Linked DNA regions of Mus musculus: regions 1, 2, 4, 5, 6 and 7 are each linked to region 3. The links are chromatin contacts, called in public ChIA-PET, Hi-C, HiChIP or PLAC-seq and promoter capture Hi-C maps. All regions are on one chromosome and are shown on one strand. The core of a region is the stretch at or near the end of the contact, and the rest is flanking DNA. Distances in the headings are between cores, read along the strand shown. Region 1 overlaps Pepd (peptidase D). Region 2 holds the start of Gpatch1 (G patch domain containing 1). Region 3 holds the start of Lsm14a (LSM14A mRNA processing body assembly factor). Region 4 overlaps Pepd (peptidase D). Region 5 holds the start of Cebpa (CCAAT/enhancer binding protein (C/EBP), alpha). Region 6 overlaps Pepd (peptidase D). Region 7 has its middle 4.7 kb from the start of Gm35611.

Region 1 (2,700 bases), core at 85-2,584, 540 kb after region 3:
TGTCCCGTGGGACGGGGCCAGGCATGAGCTGTGCCTGCTCCTCACCACATGTCAGCTAGGTGTAGATCCTCTAAGAAGCCACTTTGTGCCCTGTCCACACCCCCTCAGTGCATTCAGAGATTCCCAGTGACCCTTCCCACCAGTAGACATGTCACCCCCTTTCCCATCAGCTCCACCAAGTTGTGGCTGCCAAGTGTTCCATGGCTGGTTTGATCATGCAGCCTGGCACATATGTCCCTCCAGGTAATATCTAAATGATTTTTACTGTAGTTAACTCACAAACATGAAAAAGCAAGTACTGCTCAAACATAATTATCTCTGTCCTAAGAATGTAATGTGCAGAGTACCAGACAAAATGACCATAGCTCTTCGTATTTTATATGTTGGTGGTTATTCCTGGCAAGACAATGCATGGGAGGTAAATTAAGACCCAGTTTGCACTCAGCCTAGACTGTGGCATCTGCCTCTGTAAGGAGAGCAAGTACAAGGGGTACTGGGGGGGGGCAGTACTTGTGCTCACTTCTTCCTGTTGGGCTTCTTCTGGGGTCCAGCCTCTCTTTGCTCCACCTTGCCATCCATAGACAGTTTGAATGACAGTTGTCCCCCATAAGGTCATATATTAAATGCTTGGTTTTCCTACCAGATGGTGCTTTAGGAAAGAAGATTTTGGAGGAGATAGGTCACTGGGATGTGTCCTCGGAGTGCCATCTTGTCTCAGGGCCCTCCGTCTCTGCTGGCAGCTGTCCATCCACTGCAAATGGAACAGCCTTTGCTGTGCATGCCCTCCACCGTACTGCCCTGCCTCCGCATTCACTGAGGAGTAGTGGAGCCAAGCAGCCCCACACTGAGCCTCTGGAACCAAGAGCCCAAGAAATAAATAGCTCCTTTCTTAGATTGCTCAGCAAGGCATTTCAAGGCATTGCTCAGTGATGTCCAAGTACGTTGTGTAAGCACCATGTGGGAGTTTGAGGTGAGCACGCAGGAGGGACACCCAGTGTTCACAGCTTACTGCCATCACCTCCTTTGCTGCCACTTCCCCTGGCTCCATGGGATCAAGCTCTCAACCTGGGGCTTACCGCTTCGAGACCTCACCAGGCTTCCGGTCTGGCAAATCTCTGATGGACTCTTAACTTGTGAGACTCCAGAAGAGAAGGACAGGGAGATATTTGCTATGCCTTCCTTCTTAAGAGGCTCCTGGTGCTCTATAGTGGTGGATATGAAAAGGTTAGGGCCCCCACTTCAGTGGCTGGCCTGACCTCCTGTGCAGAGCCCTGGAGGCTGAGTCAGATCTTTGTGCTTCCCAATCGGTAGGAGTTTGCTTTTCATGCCTGTCAGTCCTGGTGTTGACAAAGTGACTGGGGCCAGAGGTAGGGCGGGGCTGTACTGGCACAGCTGGCACAGCTGGAGAGGGAGTGATGAAGATAATCTAGCAGCTGTCTTGCTGGTGGCCCTACCCCTTGCTTTCCCAGTCTGCACCTGGGACTCCCACAACCCAGTTGAAGTGACACCTCCTGCCTCAGCTCTTGAGGCCTTTTGCTAAGAGGTGTCAGATCGTGGCCAGTTAACTTTTGAGCCCTGTCTCATGGCAGAAGCTAATGTGACTGAATTGTGCAAATTTAATTAACGGCAAGAGCTTGATGCCCAGTGAGTTTTTCAGAGGTCGAAGGAGAGGAAAAAGGAAAGAAAAGAAGAGGGCATTCTATGAGACCACAGTGAGATCAGAGCTTCTCAGCCTGAAGTGGGCTTTCTACCTGGGCTGTGACACACACACACACACACACACACACACACACACACACACACACACACATTGCTGGGTCCACTACCCTCCCCATCCCCTGGTCCTTATAGTCTGAACCTCTGATAACAAGTTTTACTTGTTTAGGTGGAAAGAGATTGATATATGGACTCCTAGTTCCCAAGCAGTGCTGTGCTGTGGCACATAGGTCGTGGAGCTCTGAGGGCCTCCTGGTTTCATCCCCAGATGAACTCCCAGGAATACTGCCTGCCATCCACACATCCCTTACGTCCCTGGTAAATGTAGAGACCATCTGTTGTGCTGTACTGAGACCTGTTGGATGGGGCACATGCTGTGAGACAACAGTAGGACGGGAAGGGGTGGGTATGCAACCAGGTTTGCAGTAGTGCAGGTGGCATATATGCACTTCACTGGATGTGGCACTTGGCTGGTGACATCACCCCCCTCCATGTAGTGACTGTTCTTCCATGTGGGAGCCCACTGCCCCCAACAGCATTGATTCATCTGGGTGGCACTGCAGCCTGCTGAATCCAGGGAAAGCATAGAGTTGGGTGAGGGCTGTCTCACCTCATCTACTCCTGCTTTCTCCTTGGCTAATTGTTTTAAAGTTTGAGGACTCAGCTTAAATTCTTCTTGACTTCTTTAAAGCATCCGCGTATTAACCTTCCTTTAAAGAGGTGCAGCTGGGAAGTCACATATTCCATGGCCCCGAAGGCGATGTGGAGGGGAAGAGTGGAAGCTGGGACTTCTGCAGGCAGCCAGGGACACGGTGGACTGAATCAGAGGTCCCAGGGCGGCAGAGACGGTTCAGCGGCAGGACACCCTTTACCATCAACTGCTGGGTATACCTGCTTGGTGCTGGGTCCTCACACTGTGGCAGGGATGAACCAGAGCTTCATGGCCTGGATTTGGTAGACGGGAGGTGACCAGGCTTGGGCATT
Region 2 (2,700 bases), core at 12-2,511, 930 kb after region 3:
GGTCCACCACTGTGACTCCTCTATCTTCCCCACAATGTTAGCACTCCCATCAGCGGTATGGACACCCAGTAGATAAACCTAGTCATTAAGTGAAACAGACCGGAAACGCCACAGAGCCTTGCTTCATCTTACCTTCACCCCTGTATTTCTGTATTTCACGAGCAACTCCAGTCAACACCGGTCAAGTCTGCTCCATGCAAAACCTACTCAACAGCTGTTGCTGCTAACTCTCCAGTCCACACAACCACAGTCTCCCTGCTTCATTCCTGCCCACCCCCCAAGGAAACTACTCTCAAAATTAAAGCAAACATAATGTTAAAACATGCATCCTGCCAGGCATGGCACTACACACCTTTAACACCAGCACCTGAGAGGCAGAGGCTGCTAAAATACTGTGAGTCCAGCCAAGTGGAGCTAGCAAGGCCCTGTTCCCCCCCCCCCAAAAAAAAAGTAAAAGGGAAGAAATGCATTTCTCTTTGTGTAAACTGAACCAATACCCGTAGTATAAGAGCCAAACTCCTGGCTGGGTGTGACGGCACACAGCTGCAAACCAAGCACATGTTACACAAGAATAGGAGGATCAAGAGTTCAAGTCCAGTCTGGGCTATAAAGTGGGGTTTGATGTCAGCATGGGTTACATGAGACCCTGTCAGAAAAAGGAAAGATTCCAATTCTTGGGGTTGGATATGTAGCTCAGTTGTAACACACTAGCCTAGAATGCACGAGGTTCCCTCCTCAGGGACACACACACTCCAGATTCCTTACCATGGCAAGGGCCACCCACACGAATCCTGACTATCCCTAGACTGCTAAGCTGTCTGCCACTTTAAGGGATTTCCTATCTCAAGTGTTTCTCCCCAGATTTTCCAGGTCTGGTTTCTTTTACTTTCAAGGACGGGTGCAAACGTTGCCTCGGGACAAGAGACTGACTGACCGCCCTCCATCATACCCATGTTGCCTAGTCATTCCTGCATCTCCCAGCCCTCCGCGTCCTTCTCTGCCCCCCGAGAACGCGGCGCCCAAGTGCAGTGCACAAGCCTCTCCAGCGTGTTCCCTGTGCCCACAGCGAGCGAGCCCAGACCCAGGACGAGATGTCGCTGTCGCCCACGTGCTGGACTCTCAGCCTGCGCCCTTCAGACACCGCCGGCCATCGGACCCGCACCTTCGTCCAGAGGCTCCAGGCCCGTTCCATAGCTGATCAGATCCTCGTCGCTGTCACTGTCCAGCGCCGCCATCCTGCTCCTTCCGGGCTCCGCCCCCTCGCTACGGGAGCCTCTATAGGCCAAAAACATTCAGTTTCGCTTCTGTGAACTGGAGCATTCTATAAAGACTTGTTTGAGGGGGAAATGTCACCTCCTCCTCGCAAATCATAGTCCTATGCAAGTCCGACTGCAGATAAGATTTGTATCTGTGCCGGGAAGTGATAGCGCACGCCTTTAATCCTAACAGTCAGGAGGCAGAGGCAGGAGAATCTCTGAGTTCGAGGCCAGCTTGGTCTACAAAGAAAGTTTCAGGACAATGAAAGCTACACAAAAAAACCCTGTCTCGTCTCGAGAAAAAAAAAAAAAGAAGAAGAAGAAAACGAAAACAAACAAACAACAAAAACAATATTGGTCTCTGTACACCCCATCCTGGCTCTGCCATGCGCCTGAGTACTGGAAGGACACAGCGATAAGATGCTGGAAACCAAATATTCGGACGCAGGGCAGAGTCTCTGTAATTCCGTACAGCCAGTCCTGCGACTGGCTCCTTCGCCCCTGCTTAATTGCCTCAGCCAGCAATAAGTGCCAACCCGATCTTCCACCGGTCCCAACCAGCTTCCGGAAAAGTGCTTGCCCAGTGGCCACTGTCTGGCCCTCTACACCGGAAATGGGAAGGAACCAACAGGCAGATGTGTCTTTAGTGCACATCGTATGAATCGGGCCACACACACACTCACACACAATATACTTGTCATCTTTATATTTGCAAAAGTGAGGCCCCCTCCTAGACTTTTGGAAGGATTTGCCGACCCTGAGAATATCAGAACCCTGCACGCTAAGGAAATTGGTGAAAGACAAGAAACAAGATATCAAGCATGGATAGAGAGCTGGACATCAGCCTAAACTACACAATGAGACACTATAATAAATAATCAAATAATTAGAAAAGAGAGAGAGAAGCAGACCAAGTGGGCTAAGAATGAGAGGTCCTTCAGAAAATCTAAGGTACAGACATCTGCCAATGGGCGCTGTTATCTCACTTCACAAGCTTGGCCAAGACGTGGGGGGGCGGGGGGGGGTGTGATTCAGCCTGGCTTGGTGACTCACACTTTTAATCTCAGCACTCAAGAGGCAGAGGCAGAGGCAGAGGCAGAGGCAGAGGCAGAGGCAGAGGCAGAGGCAGAGGCAGAGGCAGAGGCAGAGGCAGAGGCAGAGGCAGAGGCAGAGGAGGCAGAGGAGGCAGAGGCAGAGACAGAGGAGGCAGAGGAGGCAGAGGAGGCAGAGGCAGGGGGATTTCTATGAGTTTAATGTCAGCCTAGTTGTCTAAGTGAGTCCAGGGCTGCCAGGCCTCTGTTACATAGAGAAAGTGTCTCGAAAGCAAATAAACAAACAAACAGATGGTTGTGAACCACTGGGAATTGAACTCAGGAAGAGCAGTCAGTGCTCTTAATCACTGAGCCATCGCTCCAGCCCCTTCCTTTAATTTTTGAGAAGCTCA
Region 3 (2,700 bases), core at 5-2,504:
AAACTGTTATAAGACTTCCCCTAGGATCAGAAACTCAAGTTTATTTTCTTTGTGCCTTCCTGTCACTAGCACGCGTGAACGGAAACAAAACCCACAAATTGACTGTATCGACTGTACAGACTATGGGGTTGGGGTAAGTAGGGGGGGATCCCCTTCCACACAACTTCCTCTCCCCAAGTACAGCGGAGTCGGTCAGCGCCCCGATAGTACTCGCTCTGAAGTGTGTACAAGAGTCCCGGATCATCAAAACTTAAACTTTCCTTTCTACCAGGGTTCCAGAAAATTGGCCCATGGGGACAGCAAGCAAGCATTTTAACGCGCACCCTTCGGTTGCATAAGAATTCCGGCATAACAGGTAACAATCACAGAGGAGACAAACGGGATGCGATCGACTGGACGGTACGAAACGGCCTTTCGAGATCACAAGTCTGCGGCGCAAACCCAAAGTTTGGAGCACACTCCTTAGGAGTTCACTCGACAACCGTCGCCACCGACCCAGACGAAGAACGCTGAGAAAATGGGTGCCCGAGGAATCAACACATCCGCATTCATCTCGAGGTAGGCGTCAAGATTCTTCGACTCCTCCGGCTTTGTTCGGCGCTTCCGAAGAAGGAACGACCGAATTTCGGTCTTGGAAGCCGCGAACCTGGGTGTGTTCTCCGGCTGGTTCCCGGGACTTTAGCATCGCCCCGCCCCGGGCGCCGCGCACTCGTTCCCCGGATGGAAGGCGCGGAGCTTCGGGGGAAAGGAAGCAGCCCGGGGAGCCCGGGGAGGCCGCAGCCCGGCCCTTGTCGCTTGGGGGCCGGGAGGGAGCGAGGCCCGTGAGGACCGCAGAGGGAGAAGAGCGCGAGGGCGGCGGGGCGCTCTACCCGCGCCCCCCAAAACCCCGAGGCCCGCCCCGCCGTACCTTTGGCGAGGGCTACCGTGGAGTTCTCGGTGTCGATGGTGTAGAGGATGCCCTCGTAGCGGATCTCCGCCTTGGAGATGAGGCTGATCTTGCTGCCGATGTAAGGGGTGCCCCCGCTCATGGCGCCGCCGCCGTCGCCCGCCGCTCGCACTCAGTCAGATCCCGCGCTGCGCCCGCCGCTCCGCCCGCCCGCCCGCTCGCTCGCTCCCTCCGTCGGCGCCTCACAGCAGCCGCCTCAGAACCAACATGGCGGCCGCGCCGGCTCCGCTTACCCTCCCCCAGCCTCCCGCCCTCAAACCGCGGCGCGGCGGCGGCGGCGGCGGCAGCAGCGGCGGCGGCGCAGGGCATGCCGGGAGGGCGAGGCGGCGTGCTTTCTCGCGAGACTCGCCGAGCTCACGGACGGTCCCGGGCTCTTTCCGCGGCGGCCCAGAGCGCTTGGCTTGCGCTCCCGACGTGGAAGGTTTTCACGGCACCTAGATGTCGCGGGAAGACTAGACGAGGGCCCATCCCGCCTGGTGATGCTGACTGCGGCCTCTGCCATTTCTAGGCGGGCTGCACTTTGGTACGAGCCCAGAGTCTTTGTAAGCGGTCGCCTCCCAGCTCCGGAGCCGCTCTCCGCGGGCCACGGAACTCTCACTGTAAACGCCAGAGCAGCCATCTTCGCCTGAGGAGTCTCACACTCCAAGGGCTGCCGCTCCGGGAGGCTCTGGGACTCTGTCCCCCAAACTGAGTCCAACCCTTTTTATGCGGCTTGATCCGTGTCCTAGCTTTCAAGATGTTCCCGGTCACTAACTATGCAAGAAACACCAGTCCAAGTGTTTCTCTGCCGCTTTGATCACTTAATGTCAGCTCCACTTTCTTAATAACGATCATCTCTCCGATCGGATACCAAATTGGCATCTTAAAACTTTGCATCCAGAGATGTAACTCTTCGGTTTTACTCCAAACTCGTCCCTCTAGCTTGTTCTCGGAGGTAACTATGAACCGGGAACGTTTGCTTAGTAGCTAAGACCCCAGTCCTGGATTGTCTTACACCTCCACACCTGTCCTAACTATAAATCTTGTCTGTTCAGGCTGGACCGTCTCCATCCGTACAGCTCTATATAACGCCTCAGTTACCCTGGCCAGAGTTGTTGGCAGTAGCTCCCGAAGAATTCTATTTCTCTTACCCCTACTAGGTTTTTCTTAACACAGCAGTCAGGGGGAATCATGTTCAAGTAGCAAGAGATTTTGGACTTTTGTTCAACTCAAGATAACATCCGTCTACTCAGTGCGCTCCACAGGTTACATTTTACACAAGGTGAAAACCAGACTTCCTAGTTTGGCTTATGAGGGCATGGATGATTTAATTTGTTGTTACACAGCTCCATACTGTTCCAAGCATCCCTTCTTCTCACAGCTTCCACAGTTCATTATACTCTGCTCAAAGCTGCCCTAAGAGGTGATGTATTTACAAAACTACAGTAGATCTCGCTTTACACCCCTCTTCTTGCCTTGCTCCCTCCCTACCCCCCATCGCATTTGTCTATTTAGTCATAAGTGTTTGTCTCCCTTCTTGGCTAGAATGCAAATATTTTGAGGAAGGGTTTCTGGTTTTAGACACTGTTTGCATCATCCTTGGGGCCAAGTGTAGCAACCGGCCCAGGACAGCTGCTCGGTAGACATTTGCTGCAAGAGTGAACAACTGGGATAAGAGCCGAACACAGGCAGCAAGTAGGATGTCTGGTGCGCTGAGCCAATGCATGGTGATTATCTGCGTGTTCCGGGAAAGCAGGAGAGAAGATTGATGAGCT
Region 4 (2,700 bases), core at 139-2,638, 570 kb after region 3:
TCTCTGCCACTCTTTGGGCCATCTCCATCGGTGGGAATGTAAACTTGTAAAGCCACTATGGGAATCAGTGTGTAGGTTCCTCAAAAACTCAAAGTAGAACTCAAAAACAAAAAACAAACCAAAAACCGAAAAAACCCAGTGTGCCACTCCTGGTACCAAAGGGAATCAGCCAGAATATTACAGACACACTTGTGCACCCATATTTACTGCTGTGCCTTTCACAACAGCGTGGTATGGAATTAGTCCACCAACAGCTGAGAAAAGAAAACCTGATGTATGTACACTAAGGAGTTTGGGTCACTGCAAAGAATGAAATGTCTTTTGCGGGAAAATGGGCAGAAGCAGAGACCATCATGCTAAGTGTAGTTCGGAAGGCCTAGAAAGGGAGCTATCTCACCGACACATTCCTCTGGCGTGTTGATTTTAATTCAAACTGTGGTGTGTCTCATGTGTATGTATGCGTTTATATGTGTGGCGCGGTGGTGGTATGGGAGAGCATGTGTGTGTGTGTGGGGGGGTTAGGGGCAGGGTGTGTCAGTGTGTGTGTGTGTGTGTGTGACTATTTAGGAAGACGAGGTGGTTCAGCATGAGCATGTTACACACATGTATAAATGAAACTAGGCATGACAGTCATGCCTTTAATCCCGTCACCTAGGAGGCTAACTCAACCAGAGATTCATGAGTTCAAGGCTGGCCTGCACTACTATAAAAAAAATAATACAAAAATGTCAAAATGAGACCCATTATTTTGTATAATTAATATATGCTAATAAATTGTATTAAAAGAATGAGAGACTCCCATAATGAGGAAATAGTATAGGGACTGTAGATCAAAATCCTGCCCGCCATCCCGCCCACCATCCCACCTCCCATCCCTCACAGGATGCTTTTAGTGCTGTGGTTCTTTTGGCTCTCCCCTGGCTTCCTTTTGCCAGCTTGCCACACAAGGGCCCTGTTTGTGGCCTGCTCTGGGAACTTCGTGTACCATCTTCCCCTCACAAGCTGAGGCTGCAGGACCCCACATCACCTCCCACACCGCACTCCGCACAGCACTTGCTGTCCTCACCTCCGACTCCCATCATGGTGTTTTTTTGGCCAGAATTCTTACCATTTCATCTGCTCTTTATTGAGCAGTAAATCCTCCACGTTTGGGGAGAGAGAAGATAACTGTAAACGGTAAAAATAACAACAAAAATAAAAATGAAAAAACTATAATATTGGGTTTGCATCACCATCGCTGTGGCTGTGGTCCACACCCTCCTTGGGAATGCTCCCTGGAGGCAGCCCCCTCGTGTCCTAACATCACCATCCAGCCAGCCATCCGCAAGAGCAGGCTTCTGGTAGCAAAGAAAGAGATTTTTTTCCCTTACATAACCACCAGCTGCAGACCTCCAGCTTGCATGTAGCTCTGCAGTGGATGCCTAATCCACAGGAGGCCCTTGGTCCCATTCCCAGGACTGCAGAGAATTACTCCATATTTTATTACCCTTTGGTGTATCTTTCTGGAAAAGAACAACCCTTTTGTTAGGGTAAAAGCAGCATTTGTATACTTTTAAAAGTTAAAAAATATAACCAGAGTCTAGAAGGAATGTGTGGAGAGAGAGACAGAGAGACAGAGAAACAGAGCGACAGAGACAGACAGACAGACAGACAGACAGAGAGACAGAGAATGAGAATGAGAGAGAATGGTTAATAGGCACAAGGGTGCAGTTGAATAGATGTGACTGCTATCAATTAATTGAATATTTGGAATTAGCTACTGGGGAGGAGCTTTGAATGGTTTTAATATAAAGAAATTATATATAGCTACCTATGATGGTACATACCTATGACTCTAGCACTTTAGGACCAGAGTCAAGGAGATTGAAAGTTCAAAGCTAGCCTGGGCTACATAAAGAATCGAAGGCCAGCCTAGTCTACATAGTAAGACTCTGTCTCAAAATAAACGAAAAAAAAGGAAAAAAAGTATGCCTGAGGTGATAATACTGCTAGGATCATTAAAAATATGGAAATACACTGGGCGGTGGTGGCGCAGGCTATCAATCCCAGCACTTGGGAGGCAGAGGCAGAGGCAGAGACAGAGGCCAGCCTGATCTACAGACTGAGTTCCAGGACAGCCAGGGCTGACAGAGAAACCCTGTCTCTGGAGATACGTGCATGCACGTGCATGCGTGCGTGCCTGCCTGCGTATTTTACTATACCCATAAAATCTACGTCAGTGTAAATGACATATTTATAGTAATGAGGAGGGGCTGGAGAGATGACTCGGCAGTGACGAGCACTTGCTGCTGCTCGTGTTGCCTAATTTGATGTCAACTTGACACTAGCCACATTCATTTCATTTTTGAAGAGGTAAACTCAATTGAGAAAGTTCTTCCTGAGTTCGAGGCCAGCCTGGTCTACAGAGTGAGTTCCAGGACAGCCAGGGCTACACACAGAGAAACCCTGTCTCGGAAAATCAAAAAAAAAAAAAAAAAAAGAAAAGAAAAGAAAGAAGAAACAAAGAAAGTGTTTCCCCCATCTCTGGTCCTGTGGTCAAGCCTGTGGTGCATTTTTTTAAAACTGGTGATTCATGTGGGAGGGCCCAGCTCACTGTGGGTGGAGCCATCCCTGGGCTGGTGGTCCTGGATGCTATAAGAAAGCAGGTCGAGCAAGCCAAGAGGAGCAAGTTGCTAAGCAGCACTCCTTCATGGCCTGTGC
Region 5 (2,700 bases), core at 23-2,522, 730 kb after region 3:
GCCCCTTCTGCCCCCGGACCTCCGCGGCCGCGATCCAGGTGGAGGGTGAACGAGACGCCACGTGGCTGGGAGCCGATGCACGCAAACTCCTACCCACAGCCGCGAGCCTGTAGGCGGCGCGGCGCGGAGGGCTCCCAAGTGGGTGCTCGAAAGGCTTCGTAGCTAGGAATTGGACACCCGAGCTACCGAGATTAGTGCCCCCATGAATGACAGTAGGGAAAGAAAACTGTGTCTTCAGGCCCCTGGCTATGGGCCCCGCCTGGGGATCACAGTCCCCGATTCAAGTTCACTCCTCTCCAACACCCTGCCCTCTCGCGGCCCCTGTGCGCTCTCCTTAGGGTCCTTTTCCGCGAGGCTCAGAGGACCCACCGGCTGGTCCCGGGCGTGGGGTGGTGGTGTCCCGAACACTTGACTAGAGTGCTCCACGCTGGGTAGCAACGTCTGCCTGGTAAGCCTAGCAATCCTATCGCTCTGGCCTGGAGACGCAATGAAAAAGAAAGTTTTCCAGCCTAGGCGAGTGGACGAGCCAGGTCCACCAGGCTCCGGGGTTAGCGGCCGCCTCCGCTCCCCGCCGGGTCCTAGCGCCCTACTACTCTGAAGAGCCCGTGGGACCCTGTAGTTCTAGAGAAGCTGGGCGAAAGAGAGGTGCTCTGCCTGGAAGCCGTGGGGTCGCGTGGAGTTCAGAGAAAAAGACGCACAATCTCTGCGCTCCCGGCCTCGCCACTCGGCGGTGCGCGCTAGGTTGCTGGTCCAAAGCAGTCTCCAACCTCCCGCGCCGCGGCTCTCCGCCACAGCCTTTTAGAAATCCGGGTGGGAGACAGGCCTAGTCCCAGCTTTTAACACAAGTCTGCACTACGGTAGCTCAAAACCAACATTCTCTCTCCAAACGCTCCCCAACCTCCACCTCCCCTCGCTCGGCCTCTAGATGCTCCCGGGCTCCCTAGTGTTGGCTGGAAGTGGGTGACTTAGAGGCTTAAAGGAGGGGCGCCTAACCACGGACCACGTGTGTGCGGGGGCGACAGCGCCGCCGGGGTGGGGCTGAGCGCTGCAAGCCGGGTTCGCCTTGCAGCGCAGGAGTCAGTGGGCGTTGCGCCACGATCTCTCTCCACTAGCACTATGCTCCCCACTCACCGCCTTGGAAAGTCACAGGAGAAGGCGGGCTCTAAGACCCAGCAGGCACCATCCTACTGGCGCCTTCGATCCGAGACCCGTTTGGACACCAGGGGGCGATGCCCGACCCTCTATAAAAGCGGTCCCCGCGCGGGCCTGGCCATTCGCGACCCGAAGCTGCGCGGGCGCGAGCCAGTTGGGGCACTGGGTGGGCGGCGGCGACAGCGGCGCCACGCGCAGGCTGGAGGCCGCCGAGGCTCGCCATGCCGGGAGAACTCTAACTCCCCCATGGAGTCGGCCGACTTCTACGAGGTGGAGCCGCGGCCCCCGATGAGCAGTCACCTCCAGAGCCCCCCGCACGCGCCCAGCAACGCCGCCTTTGGCTTTCCCCGGGGCGCGGGCCCCGCGCCGCCCCCAGCCCCACCTGCCGCCCCGGAGCCGCTGGGCGGCATCTGCGAGCACGAGACGTCTATAGACATCAGCGCCTACATCGACCCGGCCGCCTTCAACGACGAGTTCCTGGCCGACCTCTTCCAGCACAGCCGACAGCAGGAGAAGGCCAAGGCGGCGGCGGGCCCCGCGGGTGGCGGCGGTGACTTTGACTACCCGGGAGCCCCGGCGGGCCCCGGCGGCGCGGTCATGTCCGCGGGGGCGCACGGGCCCCCTCCCGGCTACGGCTGTGCGGCGGCCGGCTACCTGGACGGCAGGCTGGAGCCCCTGTACGAGCGCGTCGGGGCGCCCGCGCTACGGCCGCTGGTGATCAAACAAGAGCCCCGCGAGGAGGACGAGGCGAAGCAGCTGGCGCTGGCCGGCCTCTTCCCCTACCAGCCACCGCCGCCACCGCCACCGCCGCACCCGCACGCGTCTCCCGCGCACCTGGCCGCCCCCCACTTGCAGTTCCAGATCGCGCACTGCGGCCAGACCACCATGCACCTGCAGCCTGGCCACCCCACACCGCCGCCCACGCCCGTGCCCAGCCCGCACGCTGCGCCCGCCTTGGGTGCTGCGGGCCTGCCTGGCCCCGGGAGCGCGCTCAAGGGCTTGGCCGGTGCGCACCCCGACCTCCGCACGGGAGGCGGCGGCGGTGGCAGCGGTGCCGGTGCGGGCAAAGCCAAGAAGTCGGTGGACAAGAACAGCAACGAGTACCGGGTACGGCGGGAACGCAACAACATCGCGGTGCGCAAGAGCCGAGATAAAGCCAAACAACGCAACGTGGAGACGCAACAGAAGGTGCTGGAGTTGACCAGTGACAATGACCGCCTGCGCAAGCGGGTGGAACAGCTGAGCCGTGAACTGGACACGCTGCGGGGCATCTTCCGCCAGCTGCCTGAGAGCTCCTTGGTCAAGGCCATGGGCAACTGCGCGTGAGGCGCGCGGCTGCGGGACCGCCTTGGGCCGGCCCCCTGGCTGGAGACCCAGAGGATGGTTTCGGGTCGCTGGATCTCTAGGCTGCCCGGGCCGCGCAAGCCAGGACTAGGAGATTCCGGTGTGGCCTGAAAGCCTGGCCTGCTCCGCGTGTCCCCTCCCTTCCTCTGAGCCGGACTCGGTGCGTCTAAGATGAGGGAGTCAGGCCGTGGTGGTTTCTCCTTG
Region 6 (2,700 bases), core at 68-2,567, 600 kb after region 3:
GATGCTTTCTTTGTCTCTGTGCATCTTTGAAATCCCTGCTCTCACAGACTAAGACGACTGCCCTTTCTCTTGTTTATATAAAATCCTGACTCTGCCTTACTCTGAGCCAAATAATAGTGACCATGACCCAGAAACATGGATTGAGGTTGTCCTGAATGCTGTTTCATTGCAGAAGAGGTTACCTGAACTTTTATAGTCACCAAACAAAAGAAAGTTGTGTATCAACACATTACCAGTTACCTTAGTGGTTACAGTGTTCCAATGTCCTTAGGTCCTGGAGTGGCGGAGCTAGAGGTCAGTGAGGCATAGCTCTGCATTCTGAAAAGCTTCCCTGGGAGTCAGGAGAATGTGGGGTCAGATACAGAAGTCAAGGCAACTGACTGTTAGCAATAACCCAGAGTGCTTTGGGCTCTAGGCTTGCTCCACAGTCATTGTGCTTTGCTTTGTCAAAATCAAGCAGGCTGCCAGATCTTTAACACAGATGCAGAGACTTTCAGTTTGTGTGGGATTTCCAGGTCTACTTCCTATAACCTTCTTCCGCCTGGTCTGCCGCTCGCCCGTGAATTGCTGGCAGTTTGTGATGTAACCTCTCCCAGCTTGAACCCCACCATGACTGTGCTCCCACATCCTAACCGCCCACTTCACACTCACCAACCCAGGAAAAGAATATACCCACTGTCACAGGGAAACAGGAGAACAGAGGTCAGATAACCCGGTCAGGCAATTTCCTTTCACAAAAGAGGTGTACTAGGATCCTAACCTCTGAAGCAAGAGCAGGAGGTGTGGCGTTCACGTCCTTCTCCTCCAGCACAGCTGTGACTCTCAACCCCACTGCTGGGAGCTGGACCTCAGAGTCTGACACAGCTGGCTGATGAGTAACAGGCACGAGGGGCAGGGAATGATAGCAAAGCAGGTCTCAGGAGTGTTCGGGGTCACTGCAGTCTTACAGGATGGAGGAGGCCACGGGAATATTTGTCCTCAGCAGCCTAGCCATCATTGATAGAAAAAAACAATTTTTTTTTCTCACATGTTAGAGGCTGTCTCTAAACTTCCTCCCATTCCTCACAGAGGATGTATGAGGTTTTTATCACTGCAACTAAAACCCTGAGGACGTCTACAGGAGGAACGATTGATCTGGGCTTAAGTGTGGGAGGTTTCAGTCCACGACCCACCAGGTCTTGCTTGTAGGCGATGGAGGAAGTTTGTGGAGGAGCACTGTTGGCCACCTGTGGAAGCCAGGAGCAGAGTCTACTGGAAACCAAGCTAGGCTATCTGCATAGACTTCCTTCCTCCAGCCAGCCCCTACCTCCTCTTCACAGCCGAGCTACGAACTCACCAGTGACGTTAATGTCTTAGTCTCAGCAAGGCCTGCCGGGGGCAGAGCCCACAACACTGGAGCTTTGGGGGAGATATTTCTTATTTTACCACAACAGATATTGTGGCTCTGGCCCCATCCGCTCAGCTGACTGAGAGCTGTCAGGTGGGCCCAGGATGCCTTCTGGAAGTGCTCAGGTACAGAAGAAAGGGAGTGGATATTTAAGTTGTAGATAGACTGTGGGAGGTGAACTCCCAAAGAGCTAAGGAGTGGGTGTGAGCTGCCTGTGCACCTCCTTTCCTCAGACATCTTCACCAGCTGGGGTTAGCTTTGCCTGACTTTTCTTTAGGGCAGCTGTAATGGTAGACTTTGGCCACTGTAGGCCAACCTCTGAGGAAGTGTGGTTATCTAGAGGCTCTCACACTGTGTTTGCACCCTCCTGCTAAGCCACACCCCTGCTCCTCCTGCTAAACCACACCCCTGCTCCTCTGTTTATGTTTATGTTTGTTTTCCAGGACAAGGTTTCTCTATGTAGCCCTGGCTGTCCTAGAGCTGGCTCTGTAAGCCCAGGCCTCTGCCTCCTAGGGTCTCACTAAGCTGTCCAGACCATTCTTGATCTTATTCCTTAGCTCAGGCAGGCCTTGAATGTGCTACCCTCCTGCCTCTGCCTCCTCAGTAACTGGAGTAATAGATCTTTACCACCACGACAACTCCAGGAGGAAATTTTTTATCATGGTGAAGGCCAGAGTTTATATTCTGGTAGCTTCTGGGTTCTGCTTAGTAGACATCCTCAGTTTGGTCCCTACAGTGTTTTGGGTTTTTTGTTGTTGTTGTTGTTGTTGTTATAATAATTTTTAATTTTTTTTGAAATTGTAATTATGTCATTTGTGGTGGCAACCGGTTGTGGTGGCAAACACCTTTAATCCCAGCACTCAGTAGTGGTGACAGGTACAGGACATAGCCTCCCCGAACTGTTCCCTCTGACACCCCCCCCCAAACCTTTCCCCTAGCCCTCCCCAAGCTCCTTTTTCCCCTTTCCTCCCCCTCTCCCCCAGGCTGACTTTCTGTCACCTAGAATGCTGATTCTCTCCTAGGTAAAAAAGATTTCTCATACCAATGTCTCTATCAAGACGAGGGTGGGGAAGGGGGAGTCTAAAGGTTCACACATTTTTAAAAAAGAAAAGGGAAGTGCTATGGGTGGAAAATAAAAGGCTTTGTGTTTTGTGCCTAAATGCCTGGTGGGCTCTGCTCCTGCCAGGGCCCTCTGGGCCTCTGAGTAAGCCCTGCTCCCACCCCAGGAGCCCCCACTCTTCCTAACACACTTCCAAAGGAGTCCCCTGGTAGATCCCAAGCCTGTCTCAGAGTGGCTTGGTTCTCCCTCCTTG
Region 7 (2,700 bases), core at 121-2,620, 690 kb after region 3:
TGGTTACTATAATTCATCCCGAACATATATCTGTCATGGCCCCGAAGAGCGTGTGCAATTATTCTAGTGTGGGAGAATCTCAGATAATTAGGGCCAACCTCAATGTTTTGAAGGTGTGACTGTTGTGGGAGGAGGCAGATAATTAGTTAGATTTGAACAATCTGTGTGCCCGGTGTCTGTCCTTGAGAGTAATTGAAGCCCTTCCAAAACAAAAAACAAAAAACAAAAAAAAAAAAAAGAAAAGAAAAGAAAAAAGAAAAAAAAATGACTTGTGTCCTTTAGAACATTCATCAAAAAAACTTTAAAATGTTTCAATAATTCTTAAAATGTCCATAATTGCCCTAGTTCCTTGTGCTTAAAGGGATTTATTAAGAGTTATTTTCCCATGACAACTTAAAATGAAAAACTCCAAGCTGAAAAAAAATGAACTGCAGTAATTGGCTTTGATGAATTCAAGGCACTATCCCGCACTGTAACTGTGGGTACGGAGAACTTAAAGGCACAGATGTGCCTTGAGAATAAAGTGGGGGATGAACCCCGGGTACTGTGGAAGGGAACCAGGGTTACGGTCAGTATTTACCCCATAACTGCGTCAGCCTGAGCTAATTCTTTGATGATTTCAGGACCAGGCGCAGCACAACTTTACAGATAATATCTCAGTTGTTGAGCCAAACTGCAGGAAAGCCTCTCCCTGCCTCAGTCACTCAGAACCAACCCGGCAGGATGCAGGAACTGACACAGCCCTCCTAGCTGCCTGGGCCAGAGCTCAAATCCAGTCTGGCTTACTGTCTCCCGTGGCAAAAGAGGGACTTTCAGCTCTGGTCCCGTGGCTTCCTGTGCAATTAGCAAGCTTCAAGCAGATCCCAGGAACTACAGGAAAGAAACTGCCATTTCCCAGCTTGGTTGAGAAAGACTCAGGCAGCCTTTGACCCGTGGAGGAAGGGTCGGAACTAGTAACCAGTTTCCTTTTTGTTTGTTTTGTTTTTCTCGTGGAATCTAAAGCCTCATACACAGGTCCGCTCACGCTCTCCCACCAACTTCCTCCCCTCCCTCACCAGCCCAAACCACAGTTTTCCAAAGAGCAGCGAGTTTCACTTTCTGTCTCCCAAATGATTGGTAAACAGGCTTCCTGAACTGTAAGCATCCATGTTGAAGACAGAGCGAAAGAAAAGATATTCTTGCCCAATGAAAACAAGCTAACAGACTGAAGATCAAACCAAACACACGGGTTTCTGGAAGCTTCCATGAGCTCACAGGTTTAATGGAAGCCGAGAGGCAAATCTTCTTTCAACCAGCTTGGCCCTTGGCACCTAAGAACAGGCATGTTCTCAGGTTTGGCCTCTGCCTGCTGTAGTCACTGCTCCCTGGTGATGGCTCATAGTCTGTGTCATTGTGTTTCAGGTCCAAGGTCCTAACAGGGGGCCTGTGAGACGGTTTGAGTGATTTGTGCTCCAATTCATGGGTTGAAAAACTGGTTCTCAGGATGATGGTACTGAGGGCTGGTGGGACCTTTAGGAGATTATTATGTCACGGGGGCTCCACCTTCGTGAAGAGATTAATGTACTTAATCCTCGGAGCCGGGAGTAGTTATCTCTAGAGCAGGTTGTTATGAATAGAGCCTGGTGTCTCCACTCACTCTCTCACATGTGTCCACCAATCTCCAGGCATCACATGTGATGCTGTGTGAGCTGAGCTGAGCTGAGCTGAGCTGTGCTGTGCTGTGCTGAGCTGAGCTGAGCTGAGCTGAGCTGAGCTGTGCTGCAAAACAGCTTGAGGACCTGGAAAGACTTGGCTACCGGGTTGAGGATATGGCTCAGCAGAGCGCACCTGCCTAGAATTCCCCAGTGAGGGGCTGGGAGTGTGGCCCAGTGGTAGAGCCCCTGCTTAGAATCTCCCAGTGAGGGGCTGTGGGGTGGTATAGTTCAGTGGTAGAATGCTTGCTTAGTCCATCCAAAGCCCTGGATTTCAACATCAACGCTGTAGAATAATTAACTATTTTGGGTGTAATAGCACATGCCTATAACACCAACACTCATTCAGACAGCTGAAGCAGGAGAATATGGGCTAGCCTGGGCTACAAGGCCAGCCTCATCACAAAACAAATAAAAGATGTAGCTGCCCAGTTTTAAACCTCTCAGCCTCTAGAGCCACAAGCTGAAATAAACCTCTTGCCTGTATAAATTACCCAGCCTCAGGAGTTTTGTTTTAGCAACAGTAAATGGACTAAACCTGCAACTGTCTGAATTTGGATCTCATGCTTCCTTCTACCCCCAGCATCCAAGAGAATGAGGGTTTGCCTCTGTAGTTCCAGATAAGAGAAGGGAAAGATGACATAAAAGACCATGGCCCAGAGGTACCCCCATGCAGAGGTAACACAGCAGGCGATTGGCCAGTGCTAATGAGGATTGAGGTTTCACCATGAAGGGAAACAAAGTAAACAACCAAACTCCTCCTCCTCTTCTTCTTCCTTCCTCTTCTTCTCTTCCTTCTCTCCTCTTCCTCCTTTTTCTCTTTTCCTCCTCCCCCTCTTCTCTTCCTCTTTCTCTTCTCCCCCTCCTCACTTTCTATTCCTCCTCCTCCTCCTCCTCCTCTTCTTCTCCCTCTTCCCCTAGGCATCTACAATGGACCCCAATCAGTTGTCACATCCTATCAGGAACCCAGGGTTAACACGTACCTCCCAGTGAGGCATTGTGCTTCCTA

What was found. Promoter capture Hi-C pulls out the DNA fragments that hold promoters and counts their contacts. A called contact is a pair of places that touch in the nucleus more often than the background predicts. ChIA-PET counts read pairs in DNA pulled down with a chosen protein or histone mark. HiChIP or PLAC-seq counts read pairs in DNA pulled down with a chosen protein or histone mark.
Region 1: a contact with region 3 is called in a FOXA1 HiChIP or PLAC-seq map of pancreatic cancer cells. The contact joins the enhancer-like site here to the promoter of Lsm14a in region 3. A contact is called at or near these places in 7 of 39 promoter capture datasets (the HPC-7 cell line, cranial neural crest, frontonasal cranial neural crest and 4 more), 1 of 484 Hi-C or Micro-C datasets (nephron progenitors), 10 of 115 datasets of contacts at active chromatin or transcription factors (the SCID.adh cell line, astrocytes, bone marrow-derived macrophages and 6 more) and 1 of 9 other capture datasets (adipose tissue).
Region 2: a Hi-C map of erythroblasts shows a contact between it and region 3, with 7 times the contacts expected there. The contact joins the promoter of Gpatch1 here to the promoter of Lsm14a in region 3. A contact is called at or near these places in 11 of 39 promoter capture datasets (the 3T3-L1 cell line, 3T3-L1-derived adipocytes, the C10 cell line and 7 more), 3 of 484 Hi-C or Micro-C datasets (CD4 T cells, Sertoli cells and erythroblasts), 6 of 115 datasets of contacts at active chromatin or transcription factors (astrocytes, bone marrow-derived dendritic cells, bone marrow-derived macrophages and 3 more) and 4 of 9 other capture datasets (adipose tissue, liver, macrophages and 1 more).
Region 4: a promoter capture Hi-C map of hippocampal neurons shows a contact between it and region 3, with 4 times the contacts expected there. The contact joins the enhancer-like site here to the promoter of Lsm14a in region 3. A contact is called at or near these places in 1 of 39 promoter capture datasets (hippocampal neurons), 7 of 115 datasets of contacts at active chromatin or transcription factors (bone marrow-derived dendritic cells, bone marrow-derived macrophages, craniofacial prominence and 4 more) and 1 of 9 other capture datasets (adipose tissue).
Region 5: an HNF4G HiChIP or PLAC-seq map of pancreatic cancer cells shows a contact between it and region 3. The contact joins the promoter of Cebpa here to the promoter of Lsm14a in region 3. A contact is called at or near these places in 12 of 39 promoter capture datasets (the 3T3-L1 cell line, the HPC-7 cell line, cranial neural crest and 7 more), 1 of 15 datasets of contacts at CTCF or cohesin (large pre-B cells), 3 of 484 Hi-C or Micro-C datasets (embryonic fibroblasts, muscle stem cells and regulatory T cells), 15 of 115 datasets of contacts at active chromatin or transcription factors (astrocytes, bone marrow-derived dendritic cells, bone marrow-derived macrophages and 11 more) and 2 of 9 other capture datasets (adipose tissue and liver).
Region 6: a contact with region 3 is called in an RNA polymerase II ChIA-PET map of memory CD8 T cells, with 10 read pairs. The contact joins the enhancer-like site here to the promoter of Lsm14a in region 3. A contact is called at or near these places in 6 of 39 promoter capture datasets (the 3T3-L1 cell line, cranial neural crest, frontonasal cranial neural crest and 3 more), 9 of 115 datasets of contacts at active chromatin or transcription factors (T-cell acute lymphoblastic leukemia, astrocytes, bone marrow-derived dendritic cells and 6 more) and 1 of 9 other capture datasets (adipose tissue).
Region 7: a contact with region 3 is called in an H3K27ac HiChIP or PLAC-seq map of microglia, with 4 times the contacts expected there. The contact joins the enhancer-like site here to the promoter of Lsm14a in region 3. A contact is called at or near these places in 6 of 39 promoter capture datasets (cranial neural crest, frontonasal cranial neural crest, hippocampal neurons and 3 more), 1 of 15 datasets of contacts at CTCF or cohesin (the NIH/3T3 cell line), 5 of 115 datasets of contacts at active chromatin or transcription factors (astrocytes, bone marrow-derived macrophages, embryonic limb bud and 2 more) and 2 of 9 other capture datasets (adipose tissue and pancreatic islet).

Annotation. Positions count from the first base shown.
Region 1 is chr7:34,931,942-34,934,641 of GRCm38.p6, forward strand. The region is part of intron 3 of Pepd (peptidase D); the gene reads left to right. Among named protein-coding and RNA genes, the nearest start is that of Gm25922, 11 kb to the right of the region's middle. Within about 2 kb of position 1,335, at least 19 of the 459 cell types and tissues checked have an H3K27ac peak or open chromatin away from gene starts, as enhancers often do. A contact at or near this core is called in pancreatic cancer cells, where this site is marked.
Region 2 is chr7:35,317,179-35,319,878 of GRCm38.p6, forward strand. It overlaps Gpatch1 (G patch domain containing 1), which reads right to left and starts at 1,262. Exons shown (of 20, transcript NM_026181.1): 1 at 1,163-1,262. The coding sequence starts at 1,235.
Region 3 is chr7:34,388,451-34,391,150 of GRCm38.p6, forward strand. Lsm14a (LSM14A mRNA processing body assembly factor) reads right to left here and starts at 1,255. Exons shown (of 11, transcript NM_025948.3): 1 at 908-1,255. The coding sequence starts at 1,028. Gm12764 (predicted gene 12764) reads left to right here and starts at 163. Exons shown (of 2, transcript NR_169160.1): 1 at 163-558.
Region 4 is chr7:34,963,098-34,965,797 of GRCm38.p6, forward strand. The region is part of intron 7 of Pepd (peptidase D); the gene reads left to right. Among named protein-coding and RNA genes, the nearest start is that of Gm25922, 20 kb to the left of the region's middle. Within about 2 kb of position 1,389, at least 22 of the 459 cell types and tissues checked have an H3K27ac peak or open chromatin away from gene starts, as enhancers often do. A contact at or near this core is called in hippocampal neurons, where this site is marked.
Region 5 is chr7:35,118,021-35,120,720 of GRCm38.p6, forward strand. It overlaps Cebpa (CCAAT/enhancer binding protein (C/EBP), alpha), which reads left to right and starts at 1,273. Exons shown (of 1, transcript NM_007678.3): 1 at 1,273-2,700. The coding sequence starts at 1,399. The coding sequence ends at 2,478.
Region 6 is chr7:34,984,109-34,986,808 of GRCm38.p6, forward strand. The region is part of intron 9 of Pepd (peptidase D); the gene reads left to right. It overlaps Gm35534 (a long non-coding RNA gene), which reads right to left. Exons shown (of 3, transcript XR_003946741.1): 1 at 761-2,700; 2 at 241-331. Among named protein-coding and RNA genes, the nearest start is that of Gm35534, 4.6 kb to the right of the region's middle. Within about 2 kb of position 1,318, at least 105 of the 459 cell types and tissues checked have an H3K27ac peak or open chromatin away from gene starts, as enhancers often do. A contact at or near this core is called in T-cell acute lymphoblastic leukemia and memory CD8 T cells, where this site is marked.
Region 7 is chr7:35,080,226-35,082,925 of GRCm38.p6, forward strand. No RefSeq gene overlaps it. Among named protein-coding and RNA genes, the nearest start is that of Gm35611, 4.7 kb to the right of the region's middle. Within about 2 kb of position 1,371, at least 142 of the 459 cell types and tissues checked have an H3K27ac peak or open chromatin away from gene starts, as enhancers often do. A contact at or near this core is called in adipose tissue, astrocytes, bone marrow-derived macrophages and 3 more, where this site is marked.